Regions from separate parts of the Anas platyrhynchos genome. Here region 1 is linked to region 2. A link is a contact called in public Hi-C data. All regions are on one chromosome and are shown on one strand. The core of a region is the stretch at or near the end of the contact, and the rest is flanking DNA. Distances in the headings are between cores, read along the strand shown.

Evidence for each region. Hi-C and Micro-C count contacts between places; a contact is called where the count stands out from the background.
Region 1: a Hi-C map of skeletal muscle shows a contact between it and region 2, with 4 times the contacts expected there. The contact joins the promoter of SNX5 here to the enhancer-like site in region 2. A contact is called at or near these places in 2 of 8 Hi-C or Micro-C datasets (both in skeletal muscle).

What each region holds. Positions count from the first base shown.
Region 1 is chr3:15,932,492-15,936,704 of IASCAAS_PekinDuck_T2T, forward strand. It overlaps SNX5 (sorting nexin 5), which reads right to left and starts at 2,588. Exons shown (of 13, transcript XM_027453556.3): 1 at 2,439-2,588. The coding sequence starts at 2,471. It overlaps MGME1 (mitochondrial genome maintenance exonuclease 1), which reads left to right and starts at 2,664. Exons shown (of 6, transcript XM_027453560.3): 1 at 2,664-2,903; 2 at 3,707-3,890.
Region 2 is chr3:15,844,213-15,848,119 of IASCAAS_PekinDuck_T2T, forward strand. No RefSeq gene overlaps it. Among named protein-coding and RNA genes, the nearest start is that of DSTN, 8.1 kb to the right of the region's middle. Within about 2 kb of position 1,884, at least 4 of the 8 cell types and tissues checked have an H3K27ac peak or open chromatin away from gene starts, as enhancers often do.

The sequences.
Region 1 (4,213 bases), core at 1,338-3,837, 89 kb after region 2:
GAGCAAGGAACTTATTTCTTATTCTTTCTATGCATTATCAGCTACCTTCTAACCAAGCACCCTTTCGCTGCTCGCCTCCCTGCTGCCACTCAAGCAGCCACAAATAAGACGTCAGCAGTAATTACATCTGACACTACCCAGCATCCATTAGTTTTTAGAGAGCAGTCTAATTAAACCAGCGTAAGTGCTCTCCAGAGAGCACTAGAAGATCGTGATGCTTTCTGGAAGTTCATACAGACCTTTCAGCTCCAGAGTGCCTTGTTTCAACGCCTAGAAGCTAACCAGCAGCCTTTCAGAGTATCCGGACAGCACATTTCAGAGGCATTAGTTGCTAGAATTACATTTCAGTCATATTCAGCACACGGAACTGAAGTTTCCCCTTAATCAAGGCAGTAAAAGTATGCCTGAAAGTACCCTGCGTTCCTAGAGCAGCAAGGAGCTAGTACAGGAGATGAAAAGCTTTGATTTTGGAGCCTTTATGATATACCTGCTGTTAGCTCTCTGATATTTAGTTGAAACAGTCCTGAAGTAGAAGAGATTACACATCACCAGGAAAACTGAACCAGCCTTCTCACATGCACTCCTCACATCACTACTGATGTTACAGCAGACCCCAGTTTGGTGATTTTGGACGGCAGAACTGCAGGGATGCACTGGTTTCATTATGCCTTCTTAGCCTTGGTCGTAAGACAAACAGCAGCTTGGTTTAGCCGCGCTGAGATGCTGTTCCTCACCACGCGTGGTGCCTGCCAAGTGAGCAGGAGGCAAGGTCTACAGCCACAGCACCAGTTGCTAGTGATTGTGCAACAAGCAGGCCTGAGCACTCTGCTCTGCCACAGGGATCTCAGCTTCACCCTGCAGAAAGCAAGCGGTCACACACCTACAGAGGGACGGGGCTGGCAGCATTCAAGGATCCCGTATTTCAAGTGAAAGCCCTTATTTCACCTGTAACACGACATATGCCCAGCTATGATGGAAACTGTGCAACAGAAGCAAGCCCCTAAGCCATGTTCAGCACTTACAGGGATGTGTTAGTGGCCTCCTGCAGCGAGGCTAGGGCTGACAGAAGGGACTGTGCGACACAGCCCCACCATACATTTCCAGCTCTCTTGGATCTGAAATTTCACCATTTGTCCATGCTGCTGGGCCAGCTTTACAGAGGTTTATGCCCTGGGTAGTACATTATCCTGACCGGTAGGATTCACCTTGCTAGCAGTTGATCTCGGAATGAGCTCTTTTTCTTTTTTGCTCCCATGCAGCAGTTCCCTTGTGGAGCAGAAGCAAGAGCTGAGAGGCCTCACTCTTCCCAGAGCACCCAGAAGAAGCTGCCTGGCACTGAGAACTGCTGTTAGGAAGTGATAACAGACAAGACCCTGGCCACAACATCACATTTCATTTTTTATTTTATTTTATTTTTTTTTAGGAAGAGCTGCTACAAGACCCAGTGTCACCATTTTGATCCGGATAAGTATTCAGAAAGCTCAAGCCTGCACTTCAGTAATCAATACAGCGACATTAGGAAACACCGGTACGTTCACACAAGCTGGGCAACCCCACTCCTTCAGTTAGCAGTGGGATTCACTTAGAGCCTTTCCCTCCCCACACGCTGCCTCTCCCACCGCACCTCCAGTCCCCCCTTATCCTCCCCTCCCTCCCTCCCTTTTCCCACGTCTCCCGGCCCTCCCCAGCCTGCCCAGCTCAGGGTCAGCTCCCAGTTGACACCTCCCAGCGCTTCCCACTCAAGGTTAACACCTCGCGAAGCTTCCCTCGCCCGGTTTTTATCAGGGGGCCACACACCAGCTCCGCGCTGCCCTTTCCTTGAGCAAACAGGAGCGGAGAAGACAGCAGCCCTCCTATCCCCCCTCCCGGCTGCCCAAACCCCCCGCCAGCCCCCCTGCCTCTCCGACCTGGTTAATTTTTGCCTGCTTTCTGCCGGGGTTCAAGCTCCCGGACCCTCGGCAGCCGCCTCCCCCTTCCCCTTCCCCCATAGCGATGAGGGAAGCACAGGACCAAAGGCACCAGGTGCTGCGAGACAGCGGGCATTTCACCTCCCCACCCGCAGACACAACCCCACAGCGAGGCTTTTTGGTTCACTATTATCAATCCAGAGATGTTTGACTCGTTGCTAAGTTTAACGCGGAGCAGAAAGAGGTGTGAGCGCGGATATTTCCCCCAAAACCAACTTCCACGCGGATCAGGAGGGGGAAGCCCTGACTCATTCGCAGCCCTAAGCGGACACCCACACAACACGAAACGCCCAACCCCGCTCTGCTCCCTCCCGAGACACCCCCACAGGGCTGGGGGGAGCTCGGAGGAGGAGGCAGCCCCCACGCACCCCGCACCAGCCGCCCCCCGGCACACCCAGCCCGGGCATAACACCGAGCCAGGCGGCTCCCCGCTACCCCTCCGAGCCTGGGCAGCAGCCGGGCAGCCCTCACCTTGCTCTGCGCGTCCTCCCGGAGCAGGGCCATGTCGCCGGCAGCCGCCCGCCCCCCGCCCCGCCGCGCCTCATATAGCCCGGGGCGGAGCCGCCTCACGCCGCCATCACCGCCACCGCCCCCCTCCCTCCCGGCGGCCCCCGCGCGGCGGCGGCCATCTTGGGTGAGGGCAGGGCGCCGCTTCGCCTTCATCCAAGATGGCGGCGCTTTCCTCTCTTTTTTTTTCCCTTCGCTTTTAAACGTTTCGGGAGCCTTCGAAATAAAAAAGATAAAAACCTAAAGAAGGAGAAAAATCCCATTGCAACAGTTCTTAGGGGCTTGGACTCGATGATCTTGAGGTCTCTTCCAACCTAGAAATTCTGTGAGAACTACAAATCCCGAGAGGCAGCGGGGCGCCGGCGCATGCGCGGTGTGTGCGGTGTCGCTGCCGCACGTGTGTTGGCGAGCGGGCAGCGCGGCCCTGAGGTACCGGCGCCCCCTGAGGGGGCGCCCCGGAGGGGGGGGCTGTGTTGGGGGGCGGCTCTGTGAGGGGATTTGGGGCAGTGCAGAGGGGCTGCTGCCTGCCGGGGGGCTCCTTTCTTTCCGTTATGGGCTTGTGATGGAGGCTGGGCTGCTGAGCTGAGCCTTATTACCTTTATTTTTTTAATGGGGAAGCGCCTTTTTCTCCCCGCGCTCCTGGTTTCCAGGCTGAGGGCTGGGTGCTGGTCACCTGTGGTGGAGAGATGGGGAGTGAGCAACTGTGCGGGGTCCCGGGGGTTACAGGGCTCTCAGAGCCTCACCTTATGAAGATACAATGAAAAATAAAGGGGAAGCGGTTGTTCTGATGAAAAATGTGGCTTACTGTTGCTTTTCTGGCGAAAAAAAATAAATAAGTTGTTATTGCCTCTCTACATCAACCAGTAACACTGCTTCTCATCAGGCAAAAGCCTGTGATAGTAGCTTAAAATTATACCTTCATAACTGGGTTCGATGTACTCAAATTAGGCATGTAGGGTGGCTTAGCAGTGCCCTTTCCTAGTGTCTCTAAAATGAGCTTGTGCTCCTGTTTGCTCGATCGGTGAGAGAAGGAAAAGCCGTGCTGGGTGCTGCCTGAAGCCCTGGCTGCAGCAGTGCCTTATGGCCGTGAACACTGAAGCGATCCTTTCAGTTTCTGCTCGTTTGTATCCTGGGAAAACCTCCTCCGTTATGTTGGTGCCGCTAATGCTGGAGCTGCAGAGTCAACAAGCTTGGGACAGTTAAGAAAAGTTCTCCTTTTTGTGTTTTTTCAGGTTATTTTATTTCGGTTCGAGTCTGCAGTCCGGCTCATCGTGCAGTACTTGAAACAACTGTACCAGCACCAAGGGTTTGAGAGAGAAGGGAGACGCTTCCCCTGAGAGAAATACCCATCCAGTTCTGCTCTGTCTGTGTGAGAGCAGATCCAGGCCGCCCCAGACCCGTTGCTTTCTTATAAATGTAAGTTCTTTGTACAAAAATGTCACTGTGATTAACCGCACAACGCATGTGATTCTTTAGTAGGTTAAGTACAAGCGTGCTTTATTTCTGAGTGGTCCTAGAACATCTTTGTGGAACAGCACAGCAGCAGACAAGCTTTTCCTTTCTCCTCTGTTCGCTTCATAATGTGCACAAATGTTTCCAGACACAGTACTCCAGACCAAAACAGGCTGTAAATTTAAAATACATACTAGATACTACTGAAATACTGCATGAGTGTTACAGTAAATTAGCTGTAGTGCTTGTAATACTGAGCATTCTCGTGGCCCCCTGATTTACAGCAC
Region 2 (3,907 bases), core at 634-3,133:
ATGTTCCCCAAGTTCCAAAATTCCTTTGGGATTTCTGTCAGGTATGAGACATCACAAATGAGGGGTGTCTAAGGAAGGATAGAGTAGATTGAGTGAATTGAGAGCAGTTGGAAGGATGGGCCCTTCAATCAGGAGCAGGCAGCTGAGACCCTTAGTTTCCAGATTCGTCTCCCTCAGAATGCCATGGGGAGGCCATGAAGAGAAGACCTGCCCCTAGCCTGACATCACAGCAGCTCCAGGGCTTCCTCAGGCTCTCAGCATGGGTAAGGGGCAAGGCAGACAGGTGCAGAAGGAAGGCAAGACATCACAGCAGCCCCCAAAGAAGGGAGCACGCTCATTTTCCAATCTCCCTGTAGCATCTGGACCTGTCAGTCAGGAACAATTTTCAGTTTCACAATGTAAGCCATTCACCAACTAAACCAATTACCCATCTTTTCCTCCAAGGGCAGACGACTTGTCTCCTCAGCAAAGCAGGAATGGGGCAGGGGGCAATATATGTTGGTTAAAAGAGCCAGAGTGGGAACAGGAGCCAGGCACTGGTAGGGAGGAAAGAATATGGAAAAAGCCAGAATTAGATTGTCCTGGGGAGTTAATGCTTCAACCCAGTAATTAAACAGGAAAAGTGTTATCACCAGTGATTACGAACTCAAATTAGTACAAACTTAAACCTAGGGTATGTGCCAACAGCTCTGTGAAGCATAGGTCACAGGTGCAAGAAGAAGTGCCACGTTCCTCTGTAGTGCTGTGTTCTTCTGTGGGGCTGTTTACAGCGAGGGTGTGCTGCAGGCAAAACCTTTCCATTCCTGCTATCCCATCAGCAAGACTATGCAAAACCACCAGAGAGGAAACCTGCACTGCTGCCACCAGATATCCACCTGCTCGCTGTGTTTTTGCTGATCAGCCAGTCTCAGCATTCCCAACCTAAATATTCCTCCTTCCATATGAAGTCTGCAATGAAGGGGCAAAATTCATCCAAGCACTACGATTATAATAACAACAGAAATAATAAAAATAGCCATAATAATAAGGCAGAGAAAACGTGAAGTTCAGCCCTTGCCATACGTGCTGGGATGTGGTGGAGTCAGTTTTCCCTTGTTGGCCAGCATTTCTTCACCCTTGGACTGGTGTGAAGGATGGGAGCTCTCTGGTGGCAACATGTGAATTTGCACAGGTGAATTTTCAGTGGCCCCACTGCTTTTCCCTGCTCATGGGAAAGGCACAAGAGCACAGCTGAAAAACAGTCCTGTGCTACCCTCTCCTAAAGGAGATCCACCCAGAGCACCTCTCACCAGAGAGCAGCCGAATGAAAGAAGGGACAAGGTGATTTTTAGTGCAGGGAAAAGTTGTCTGAACAACCAGAAAGGTTGTTCCAACAGAGGCATATGTCAAGATGTTCCTGCTCTGCACACTGGAGGCTGGTAGGCTGCTTAGCAGATCTCCTGCTGCTGCCTCATTGCCTTCACCCATCCTTCCCTAGGGATCTGCTGTCAGGAAGAGGACATGAGGCGACATGGACCTTTGATCTGACTTTGGGCAGCTCTGATGGACGTGGAGCTGTCACACCTCAAGTCCTAGCAGAGCCTGTCCTTAGATAACTCCCTCTGAAGCTCCTTCTCAGTCTGCGAAAACATGTCAGGGTCAACAAGGAGCTGGTCAAATTTGTTAGCTTAAGCCTCTCTGCGAGAGGTGGTCCCAGCAGCTGGGGAGAAACAAACAGGTGGGAAAAGCCACAGAAAGGAGTAAAAACCACAGGAAAGAAGCTGGACTAAAACAAAAAAAAGAATGCTGGCAACTACCACCAGGCTGTGTCTGGCTGAGAAAGTCAGGACCGCTCTCCTACAGCTGTGAGGACAAATTACTTTCGTGCCACAAGATGGTGCCCTGGCTTCACGGGAGTGGCCAGCCAGGCCCTGTGCCCTCTGCTCTCCTGCTCTAGCAGCATTTTGATGGGCCCTGTCCTCCCCAGCAGGCACCTGAGGGCAGCTGGAACATCTCCACCCCGACCAGGCTGTCTGGGCTCTGAGTGTGGGACCAAAAGGCTAAACTGGGAGAGGAAAGACAACCGAGAGCCCGGCTGGAGGTGCAGCCAGGGAGGGTGAAGTGCTGTCTGTCAGGAGAAAGCCCTCGGTGACAGGGAGAGCCCGATCCAAGAACTGTGTTTTGGTTACATTCAGTGCTTATGAGCCTGGGGAAGCAGCAGGGCCCTGAGGAAGGATGGCAGGGGAGCCTGCATGAGGAAGAAGTTGTTCTGGCAGGCCAGATTCAGCCCACACACCATCGGCTGGCTGCCTTTGCTTCCTGGCCTCCCTTGGCAATGCAGCCGCGGCCATGCCCCGTGCCAGCACCCACGTATGGCTGTCGTCACTGGCCGTCTGAGACCGGGCCGCTCTGGCAGTGCTGTGGCTCAGAAAGACACTGGCAGGACCCTGCTTGTCTGTGGAAGCTTCCCCATAGCCACTTCTTTGTATAAGAGCAGCCACAACAGGAATGCATAGCTCGCCATGGCCCAGCTGGCTAGCAGAGCAGTAGCTACCAAGCCCCTCTTGACCCCATTCTCGATCTACACATACAGACCACATCCTGCTGGCCAACAGTACCACAACACAGACAGAGGTCAGGGGTACAGTCAGAGCTTTCCACCCCCAGACTGCTGTGTCCACTGTCTGCCTGCATGCTTGAGGAAACACAGCCAGACCCTCATCTCTCCTAGCATCCATCCCTGTGACAGCTGCCCACTCATCACTTCGCACAGCCCACGTGGCAGAAGTGGTAGGAATGTCGTCTGTATGTGCCTGAGGCAGGTTCATGAGGAAAATAACACCCTTTCTGCTAGCACAACCTGCAGGCAGAATTGTCCTGCTGCCCATGCTGGTTGTGTGCTTACCTCTCCACAGCTGCCTCCTGTAACCCTCCTGACTTCTCAGAGCAGCACCCCGTGCCCTCCCCATACAACAACACATCCTCAGAAATCATATTCAGTGCTCGAACACTGGTTTTGGAGAGTTTTGAAGGGAGTTTGGGGGCTTTCATTACCCTCTAGCAAACCTCCTCATAGGCCTTCCCAGCTATCAGGCTGCTGTTGGTGAACACCGTCATGCTGACTAATACGGTCTCATTGCTTCCTTTTTCATTACCCCATACATTTCTTATCTTATGGCTAGATAGTAAGCAGATCAGGGCGGGGACTTTCCAGGCAATGCCTGTACAGCCCCTTGCACGACTGATGATGCATGTGGTAGGGCTAATTCACATGCTGCCCGATCTGACCCTCAGAAACCCTCCTTAAAATTAGCTGCTAATTTTAACCACTCCAGCAAAAAGAGCCCCGTTCCCAGACAGGTTCAACAAGTAGCCTCAACCCCAACAAACACAACCAGGCCTGGAGTTTCCAAGTCAGAAGAAACAGGCATCCTGCAGAAGCAACACGCCGCCACAAGGTTTCGTCATTATTCTGAGGCAGCCAAGTGCAAACCCTATTGTGAAAAACAACCTGCTGCAAAAACCTTCTGCCTGGGTCACACCGTAAGAGTAGCAGGGGTTAATTTCATCTTGAGGAAGAAAAAAAAAAAAAAAAAAAAAAAACAAGTTTATTAATGGCATTGCAGATAGATGTCAGCAGCAACCACCTCCACACCTGGAACAAAGCCCACATAAGCCACAAGTGCTTATTCTCTAAGAAATTCTTACAGCCATGCTGCCTTCGACAAAAATGATCATCTTACAGGCTCAGAGAAGAAATGGCCTAAAGGTTAGTTAGGGTGTTACCCCATAAATGGCAGCAAAGAGTGCATCAGCCCTACCACAGATTTCCTGCCTGGGGCTGGGTGTCACGCAGCCTCCCACAGCTCGGCCCTGCCCCTCTATAAAAGAGGTTGCAGACGCAGCCCAGTGTCACAGCAAAAGCTCA